3 separate regions of the Rattus norvegicus genome follow, and all the other regions are linked to region 2. Evidence: chromatin contacts called from public Hi-C data. All regions are on one chromosome and are shown on one strand. Each heading gives the region's core, a stretch centred on a gene start, on an enhancer-like site or on the middle of the called end of the contact. The rest is flanking DNA. Distances are from core to core; before and after follow the strand shown. Region 1 overlaps Dgkh (diacylglycerol kinase, eta). Region 2 holds the start of Vwa8 (von Willebrand factor A domain containing 8). Region 3 overlaps Vwa8 (von Willebrand factor A domain containing 8).

Region 1 (2,700 bases), core at 144-2,643, 150 kb before region 2:
TTCTTCAGCTCTGCTTTGCCCCAAATGTACCTCTCCCACAGCAGAACAAGACTCGGGGCTTATCTGGAGAGAGCCAAATGGAGAGTGTCAGGAATAAAAGACCCAGAAATAATCAAAGGCAGAGAAGTAGTGATGTGAATAGCGCCAGGTTCCTGGACATACAATGTAACAGACTTACAAGTTGATGGGGGGTTGGGGATTTAGCTCAGTGGTAGAGCGCTTGCCTAGCAAGCGCAAGGCCCTGGGTTTGGTTCCCAGCTCCGAAAAAAAAGAAAAGAAAAGAAAAAAAAACAAGTTGATGGCAGCCAGGGCTCTACGGTTTGCTATTGGAAAGTTCTTTGGGGACCTGACAAAGCCAAGGGGCGAGGATGTCGGGGCTTGCCAAGAAAAAGCCTAGTTGGAGTTGGGGATTTAGCTCAGTGGTAGAGCACTTGCCTAGCAAGCGCAAGGCCCTGGGTTCGGTCCCCAGCTCCGAAAAAAAGAAAAAAAAAAAAAAAAGAAAAGAAAAAGCCTAGTCAGGTTATAGAATGAAACATCTGCACAGAGACTTCAAACAGCTTCCAGGGTCCAGCTTCAGGGGTTGGTGGCTCTGCAGTGTGTGTGTAGGGGATGGGGGTTCCATATCTCTGGAGTCAACTGACCACAAATTGAAACATTTTTCTTTTTTTTTTTCTTTTTTCTTTTTTTCGGAGCTGGGGACTGAACCCAGGGCCTTGCGCTTGCTAGGCAAGCGCTCTACCACTGAGCTAAATCCCCAACCCCTGAAACATTTTTAACTGAACTTAGGATGCACACTTTTTTCTTGTCATTGTCCCCTAAACAATACAGGATAGCAGCTACTCACACACCATTCATTAACACCCTGTGCTAGATGTGAGTAATCCAGAGACTGCCAAAAGCTCATAGAAGGGTGAGTGTGCCTGTGTTGAACACAAACATTCACATTATATAACATACATTTGGTCTTCTGCAGACTTTCTTCTTTTTTTTTGCATCCTTTAGGGAGCATTAAAACCAAGCCCGCAGAGATGCTGAAGCATGATAGCGGCCACAGGAAGCCCCACGCGCACACAAATGTTTGTGTATTTATCCAAAGGGAAGTGAAAATACAATAGAAAGGTTGCAAAATAAAGTCAAGAAATCTCGTAGGAAGCACAATAAAAAGGCAAAAATGCTAGAAAGTGGGGGTCTGGGGAGAGACTGGGACTATGTGATGACAAACCCAGGAGGGCCAGCATCCAAACAATGACAATACCGAACAGAATAAGTAGAACAAACAGAAGGAAGAAATAACTCAAGATGATTTCCCAGAACTGAGCCCTGAATGGGGAGAAGCCCACACAGTCGATGAAAATAAACCCACACTGTGAATTCTGCTGTGAAGTTACAGATCCCTGAGGAGCAGAGAAGATCCTGAGCACTTCCAGAGGGTAGGGTGGGGGCGGCGCCCCACATCATCACGCAGCCAGACTTGCAAAGGCTTCCTCGGTGCTGGGAGCTAGACGGCAGCAGAGGGTGGCTTCAGTGTTGCTCCAGTGTTCTGAGAAAAGGCAGCTTCCCACTGAGCAGGGTTTTATTTGTTTGTTTTGCTTTGTCTAACAGCATGCTTTCAAGTTCCTGCTTTTCTTTTCCTCCTTCACTGGCATACATCATGATGGGCTCTACAAAGACAATTTCTTTCAGGCTTAAACCCACTTGAGAGAAACGTCCAGTGTGAGAGGAAACTTCAAGCATGGACGCCACACGTGCATGGCTCCCTCTTACTAGAGGCTCAAGCCACCACACCTCAATAATTTTTGCAGACTTTCCTTTCTCAGATAATTCCTTCAACTCCACCTCCAATAGACTCCCACCTTTAAAATGGCCCCCATCCAAAACAGGAAGACAGCATGCTTATTGTGTAAATTGCACTGTGCCTTGAAGAATGTGAGGTACATGGTATCTCTATTACTGAATGGAAGACTGGAGAGACCAAGAAGTTTACCACATAAATAAGATACATATTAGTTGCTTTTCTAAGCTGTGATCAAACACCTGATAAGAAGCAACCGAAGGTGGTGAAATAGTTATTTTTAGCTCACAGATTAAGCAATATACCCATCCTAGCAAGGAAGGTGGGGCGGTGGATGCTTGACACACTAGCCACACAGCCGGGACAGTCAGGAAGCCGACAGGAGACAGGAAGTAGAGCCAGGCTATGAGTCCTCAAGGCCCACCACAGAGACCTATTTCCTCTAGAGTGGCCCCGCCTCCTCAGGCTCCACCACCTTGCCCTACAATGACACCAGCTGAAGGCCCAGTAACCAAACACTAGAAGCTGTGGGGAACATTTCAAGTCCAAATCGCAGCAGGATCTGAAGTGATTCTGACTTCTGAAAAAAAGGTTATTTGTGATCTCAAACTGCTGAGTTTACACAAATGAAAACTTAAAAGATTCACAAAAATAGAAAATCCTATTATGAAAAAAGCAAAACACAGAAATGAACGTAATTTCAAAATAAAGACGACATTTACAGGTATGTTTCTCTTCTTCTAGCTTTAGCCACAGATTTGTCTCACACAGAAAGATATTATTTATACCGGAATATCGTCAAATGAATAAATGGCCCACCAATCATTGAAATATCAAGTCAAAACCTTAATTAAGCTGTATCAATTCTGAAAATTGTAAGCTAGTGGTTTTCTACAGATCCTGGATTA
Region 2 (2,771 bases), core at 264-2,763:
TCTCAGGCTCAAAGGGGAGAAGCACAATTTATGTGCTGCTTACAAGCCATTTTCCCAAGTCACCTAGGGGTTGAACGAAGGAAAATAAAAAGGAAATAGGAAATAAAAGGAAGACATGACTGCTCCTGGGAATGATGGAGGAGAAGGTTTATTGTAGATGTGAGGGAGAAAACTCTCAGAGGCAGAGGCATCTGCCCGGGTCCAGAGTAGACAAGACCAGCTGACTCGAGGGTGTGCGTGCGTGCGTGCGTGCGTGACTGGTAGTAGTAGTAGTAGTAGTCGTCGTCGTTGTCGTCGTCGTCTCGTCCAGATAGCTGGATTGTATAGGGAAGGGAAGAGCAGCTGGGGAAAAGGCTGCATTGCCTCTGGGTTGGAGGGTAGGAGACTGAGTAGCTCAACTAGGAGGATCCTGTAACAGGGAGGGAGGGATAGTGGGAAGACCTGGCAGTCAGCGCCAGCTTTGATATGTTAATAGGCACTTCAGTTATCTGTTTATCTGATAACAGGCACTCAGATAGCCATTTGTCCAGGGTTTGAGACCTAACAAGGGTGGTTGTGAAATAGTGAGAATGTATCCATGGAATAATCATGGAATAATGCTGTTTTCACAATTTAAATATTCACTACCTTTATTTTCACTTTCTCCAAACTATATTAGATTACTTCACTCCCCCACCCCCACCTCCATTTACTGCTAAGTTCAAGTTCCTCAGAAAGTTCAAGTGCCTTGGAGGTGGCAGCTCAATTTGATTATAAGATACAGGTAGGTCTAGAATCGGCAAGGCCATTCACTGAGAGCCAGGCCTGCGTCCTGCTTGTTTGATTTCATTGTGCAGAACTTCATTTAAACTTTTTGCTTTGGTTAATTCACTCTTGACATTTCGGGGAGGCAGCATAATTACATTAGGTTTTGTTTGCTTTATGGAAGACTGCTGCTGCTTTTGGAATGCGTGGAAGGGAGGAAGCCTTAGTCAAGTGTCCTACTTTTTGCTCACTAAAGATATAAATTATGTTTATATAACCCTTGCCTCGTAGCCTGACTGGATTCTTCGGGTAGTTGAACGTTTTTTCATTCACCATTATAATGTAAAATTTCCTCTTAAAGTTTAGAAGATAAAACAGGTCCGGCAAAGGAAGGCTAAACAGAGACTTTCAATGTCTGTTGTTGGAAAGCCTGGGAAGATGACAAACGAATTAAAATAGGTGGAGTTCTAGAATCTCTTTTATGTTTTCTTAATTCTGAAGCAGTTTTGAGGGGAAAGCCCACAGTGCATCATAACACAGTGGGCTAGCAGCCAAGAAAGAAACGGCAAGAGTTCAACTGTGCTAAAGGTCTTTGGCATCTCCCCAGTTCGGGGCGTCCCTGGGGTGACCACGCCTGGGGCGGTGCGCTGGGCCCCGGTGGCCGATCTTACCGGCTGGCGCTGCGCCTGTCCTCCGCCCCAGGCCGGGCCCACACGGCCGAGCCCAGCGCGCCGGGGGAAGGAGTTTCCGGCGGACCCGCCTCCCAGCCGCTTCCTGTCCCGCTTGCCGACCGGCTCCTGCCCCGTCCCGGGACGGCGCTTGGCCCCGCAGCCCCTGGAGGTCCCACTCCGTGCCTCCTGCACTATGCAGTCCCGCCTCCTCCTCCTTGGAGTCCCGGGCGGCCTCGGCGACGTGGCCTCGCGGCGCGTGCGGCTGCTTCTGCGGCAGGTGCTGCGGGGCAGGCCGGGTGGGGGCCAGCAGCGGCTGGAGGTCAGACTGATGCACGCTGGGGTGACTGACTCAGGTAACTGGGCCCTCCGACTCCGCTGCTGCCACCTGCCCTCTCTGCTGTGTGATGTGGGGCAAGGCGCTGGCGCCCCCTGGGCTCCACTCTGAAACCTGAGGGATTCGGACTAAGGTCTCTGATGTTTAGGAAGACAACATTCTTCGCCCACTGGAGGTTTTGCTTAGACTAAACTCAGAGGTTCATGCAGTAGCCTTTTGGGGGCTGCTGAAACCGGCGCTTGACCTTGATCTCTGACTTCTAAGGGCTCGGTAGGTGGTTTTATGTCCTGAGCCAACTAGGGCTTGTGATGGCATAGAAAAGTGTACATTCTTGCTGGAGAACCTGTGCCCACGTTTCTTCCCAATTTTAACAGAAGACTCCGTTTCAAGCACTCTTAGAACTGAAAATCAGATTTAGTTAAAACCCTGGACTATAGTTGGAATGAGTGAGTCTCAAAAGAAAAAAAAAAGGGCCTTGCTGAGGATCACACAGTGAAATTGCAATTTAAAACTTGCCTGTCTGCGATCATAACTTCTAGAGCATTCATTTTCTTTCTGTTCTGTTACTCACTTTTCTTCTGCCTGACAACATTAAAAAAACAACCTAAAACAATGAAAGATTTCTTTTGGCTCACAGTCACAGACGTTTGTATGCGTGATATCTCCATCGCTGTGTTGAGGTAGAAACTCATGGCGGCGAGTGGACTTAGCAGAGCAAAGTTGCCTTCTTTGCGAGGCAGAGAGAGGAATCAGGGATAAGACCTACCTTCCGAAGATAGAGTCTACTTTGTCTCACTGGGCTGACCTCCTTGTGTGTATCATCTCCAGATAATGCCATCTCATCTAATGAATCCATCAGTTCACCACTCCAGATGATAATACGCGCTTGTCATAGAAGGCAGAAGTCAAGGGTAGAATGTGGCATAATCTGACAGGCTTTGGGGTAGACTCTGTTTTTTTTGGTTTTTTTTTTTTTTTTTTTTTTTTTTTGTGCTCTCTAGCTAGCTGTCAGAGCCATGAGT
Region 3 (2,700 bases), core at 114-2,613, 250 kb after region 2:
TAGACTTTTTTTTTTTAGCATATAGGAATGTTTTTAAAAAAATCTTGGGGTTGGGGATTTAGCTCAGCGGTAGAGCACTTGCCTAGCAAGCTCAAGGCCCTGGGTTTGGTCCCCAGCTCCGAAAAAAGAAAAAAGAAAAAAAAATCTCAAACCAAAATAGGCTACTGACTTTCAATACTTTTGAAGAGACCTAAACGTACAAGTTTAACTAAGTTAGAGCAAAACCATTGCCTAAAGCAGTGTTCGTAAGCCATGGCAGCAGCTGGACAGGGCTGCATGATTTTAGGGAATTTGTTACCTGTGGTTCTGTTCAGAACCATTCTGAACAGTAGCTTCCCATCTGTTGGAACTAAATTTCCTTCACTTCTACTTTCCTTGGTGCCTAGCAGTAAATACTACTGTGTTTGAACTTCAAGTATGTGTTCTTTGAATTTCTCATATAATGCAGAGATCAAAAGTCATGCTTTACCTATGGTCAAGGTGTGCATGGGTGTGGTGGCGCATACCTGAGCTCCAGCACTTGTTTATGTGAGGAAGACAATCATAAATTCAAGACCAGCTTGAACTACTTACTGAGTTCTGGATAATCCAGGCTCCATAGCAGGTCCCTGTCTCAAAAGTATAAAAGGAAAGAAAACGGGGCTTGCATGGTGGTGTACACCTTTAATCCCAGCACGTGGGAGGCAAAGGCCGGCAGACCTCTGAGTTCAAGGCCAGCTTGGTCTACATAGCAAGTTCCAAAGCAGCCAGGACTACACAGAGAAGCCCTGTCTCAAAAAACAAAAACAAAAGGGAGGGAGGGGAGGGAGGGAGAAGGGAGGGCAGAGCGGGGAGGGGAGATTTGGTGACCTAGATTAAGCCTCTTATTTCTTTTTCTAAAATAACTTTGAAAGAATCTTTACTTACAATTTTAGTAATGGTTCCTGGCTGTTTAAAACGTAACCTCTATTTCTTTGTGCTTTAGTCTGTAGCTTTTTTTCCCCCAGGGCTTTTCTGAACATATTGCAAATCTTTGCTCTTTCAGCTCCCAGGTTTACTAATGGGTACACAACAATTAACGTGTTCCTTTCTGCTCTGTCTTGTGTAAATTAAATGGCACTAGCAAATGAAGCTAAATAGTTAAGCTGTTTAACTTAGAAATGAGCAAAATTATCTCAAGAATAACCAAAATATTATATGAACTTCCTGTAATCAAGTATTTCTCAGAAATGTATAACTTTATGTCCTCAGCTCAAAGTTCAAAGAGAAGACATAAGAAAAACTTAGTAACAAAGTAATGCGAATCAGAATTAAATGGTATTTTGATGGGAAGAACTAGATGCCAGCCTGCTCCTCTTACTGCACTGTCCCTCGGTCTGTGTGGTTGATATTAAACATGCACACTGGATACTTAGGTAGAAAAACAGCTTGTGAGTGTGCATCCTTAGGCTAAGTGGCCACAATGAATTCTCAAAATAGTCTGCCACTGTTTGCGCTTTTGGTCAAATCCCTTCATAAATAATGAGGCAGAATACTAACTACTCTATTTAGGTCCACTCATGTTAGGATTCACAAGTAGATTATACCCCCAAATCTACAAGCCATTGCCAGTAATAAGAGGTAAGACTTGACCTCTACAGTTCTGTCCTAGTCAACCTGCAAGCTCTGTCATTAGTGGACTCTTTTCTCAGAAGAGTTCTTCTGCTCCTGGTTTTGGAACCTGGTTCTTGTTGCCCTTCTTCTGCTCCTGATGCCAGCAGCTTTCTTCTGACTCCGACAGAGTGCCCTTATCTCCATCTAGTGGCCATTTGGTGTACTACATTAAAATGAATTACCTTTGCACCCCAGCACTTGGGAAGTGAGCCTTCTGCTTGGGAGATTTCCACAGTCCCTTGTGTGGCTCCTGTTGGGTAGTGGATGCTTCTTTATTTAGGTTGGCAGTGGTGGCCTGGAAAGCAGTCTCTGAAGCCATCTGCTTCATCTTTGCATGATTCTTCTGAGTATAGCAGACTATCAGACACACAGACAATAAGCTATGCTGTCCTTACTGTCTTTGCTGCCTTCTACTGCCTAGCAGCATGAGCATAGAAGACATACTTGTTTGAATTTTTGTTAGTGAATTCTTTGCTATATTTTCAAATGAAAACACAGGGGAGAGTCTACTGAACTCTTCGTATAACATATATTCGTTAATTTGACACTGATAAGAACATGCATTTCTCCTATAATTAGAACAACTATAACAATAAATTCAAATATTGCTACAGCTGGAGTCCCTAGTATCAGTAGTTACTACTTTTAGACTGTATTTTCAGGAGCATGGGTTACAAGCCAAAACTCGTCTAGTTATATTTCAGTGTTGCTCCATTTTTGTTGGTGGTGGTGTATTAGATTTGTACTCTTCTAAACAATTCTATTAAATCTACACCATTTTCCTCAAAAAAATGAAATCATGGTCTCTGAAAAGCTGTCAATGACTGTTCTCATGAGAAAAGGTTGAACAATTATAGCTTTCAAATGTCGTTTTCTAATTACAGCAGGAAACTCAGAAAGCAGATCTCCACATGGTACTGCGGGAATCTCTGTGGCTTTTGGAGAGTGCTCACTCAACCATAAACTTCAAAATGGATAGAACGCTCTGAATCACAGTGGGACTAGAACCCACGTGCCCGTGCAGCTAAGGCTCTGCTCAGTACATGGGAGGCACATGCTCAATGTTTA

What was found. Hi-C and Micro-C count contacts between places; a contact is called where the count stands out from the background.
Region 1: a Hi-C map of frontal cortex shows a contact between it and region 2, with 4 times the contacts expected there. The contact joins the enhancer-like site here to the promoter of Vwa8 in region 2. A contact is called at or near these places in 9 of 12 Hi-C or Micro-C datasets (the A7r5 cell line, the Rat2 cell line, Schwann cells and 6 more).
Region 3: a contact with region 2 is called in a Hi-C map of frontal cortex, with 2.7 times the contacts expected there. The contact joins the enhancer-like site here to the promoter of Vwa8 in region 2. A contact is called at or near these places in 3 of 12 Hi-C or Micro-C datasets (the A7r5 cell line, Schwann cells and frontal cortex).

What each region holds. Positions count from the first base shown.
Region 1 is chr15:60,507,263-60,509,962 of GRCr8, forward strand. All of the region lies in intron 2 of Dgkh (diacylglycerol kinase, eta), which reads right to left. Among named protein-coding and RNA genes, the nearest start is that of Dgkh, 51 kb to the right of the region's middle. Within about 2 kb of position 1,394, at least 15 of the 93 cell types and tissues checked have an H3K27ac peak or open chromatin away from gene starts, as enhancers often do. A contact at or near this core is called in prefrontal cortex, where this site is marked.
Region 2 is chr15:60,660,364-60,663,134 of GRCr8, forward strand. It overlaps Vwa8 (von Willebrand factor A domain containing 8), which reads left to right and starts at 1,514. Exons shown (of 45, transcript NM_001427283.1): 1 at 1,514-1,768. The coding sequence starts at 1,609.
Region 3 is chr15:60,906,783-60,909,482 of GRCr8, forward strand. All of the region lies in intron 37 of Vwa8 (von Willebrand factor A domain containing 8), which reads left to right. Among named protein-coding and RNA genes, the nearest start is that of Rgcc, 180 kb to the right of the region's middle. Within about 2 kb of position 1,364, at least 3 of the 93 cell types and tissues checked have an H3K27ac peak or open chromatin away from gene starts, as enhancers often do.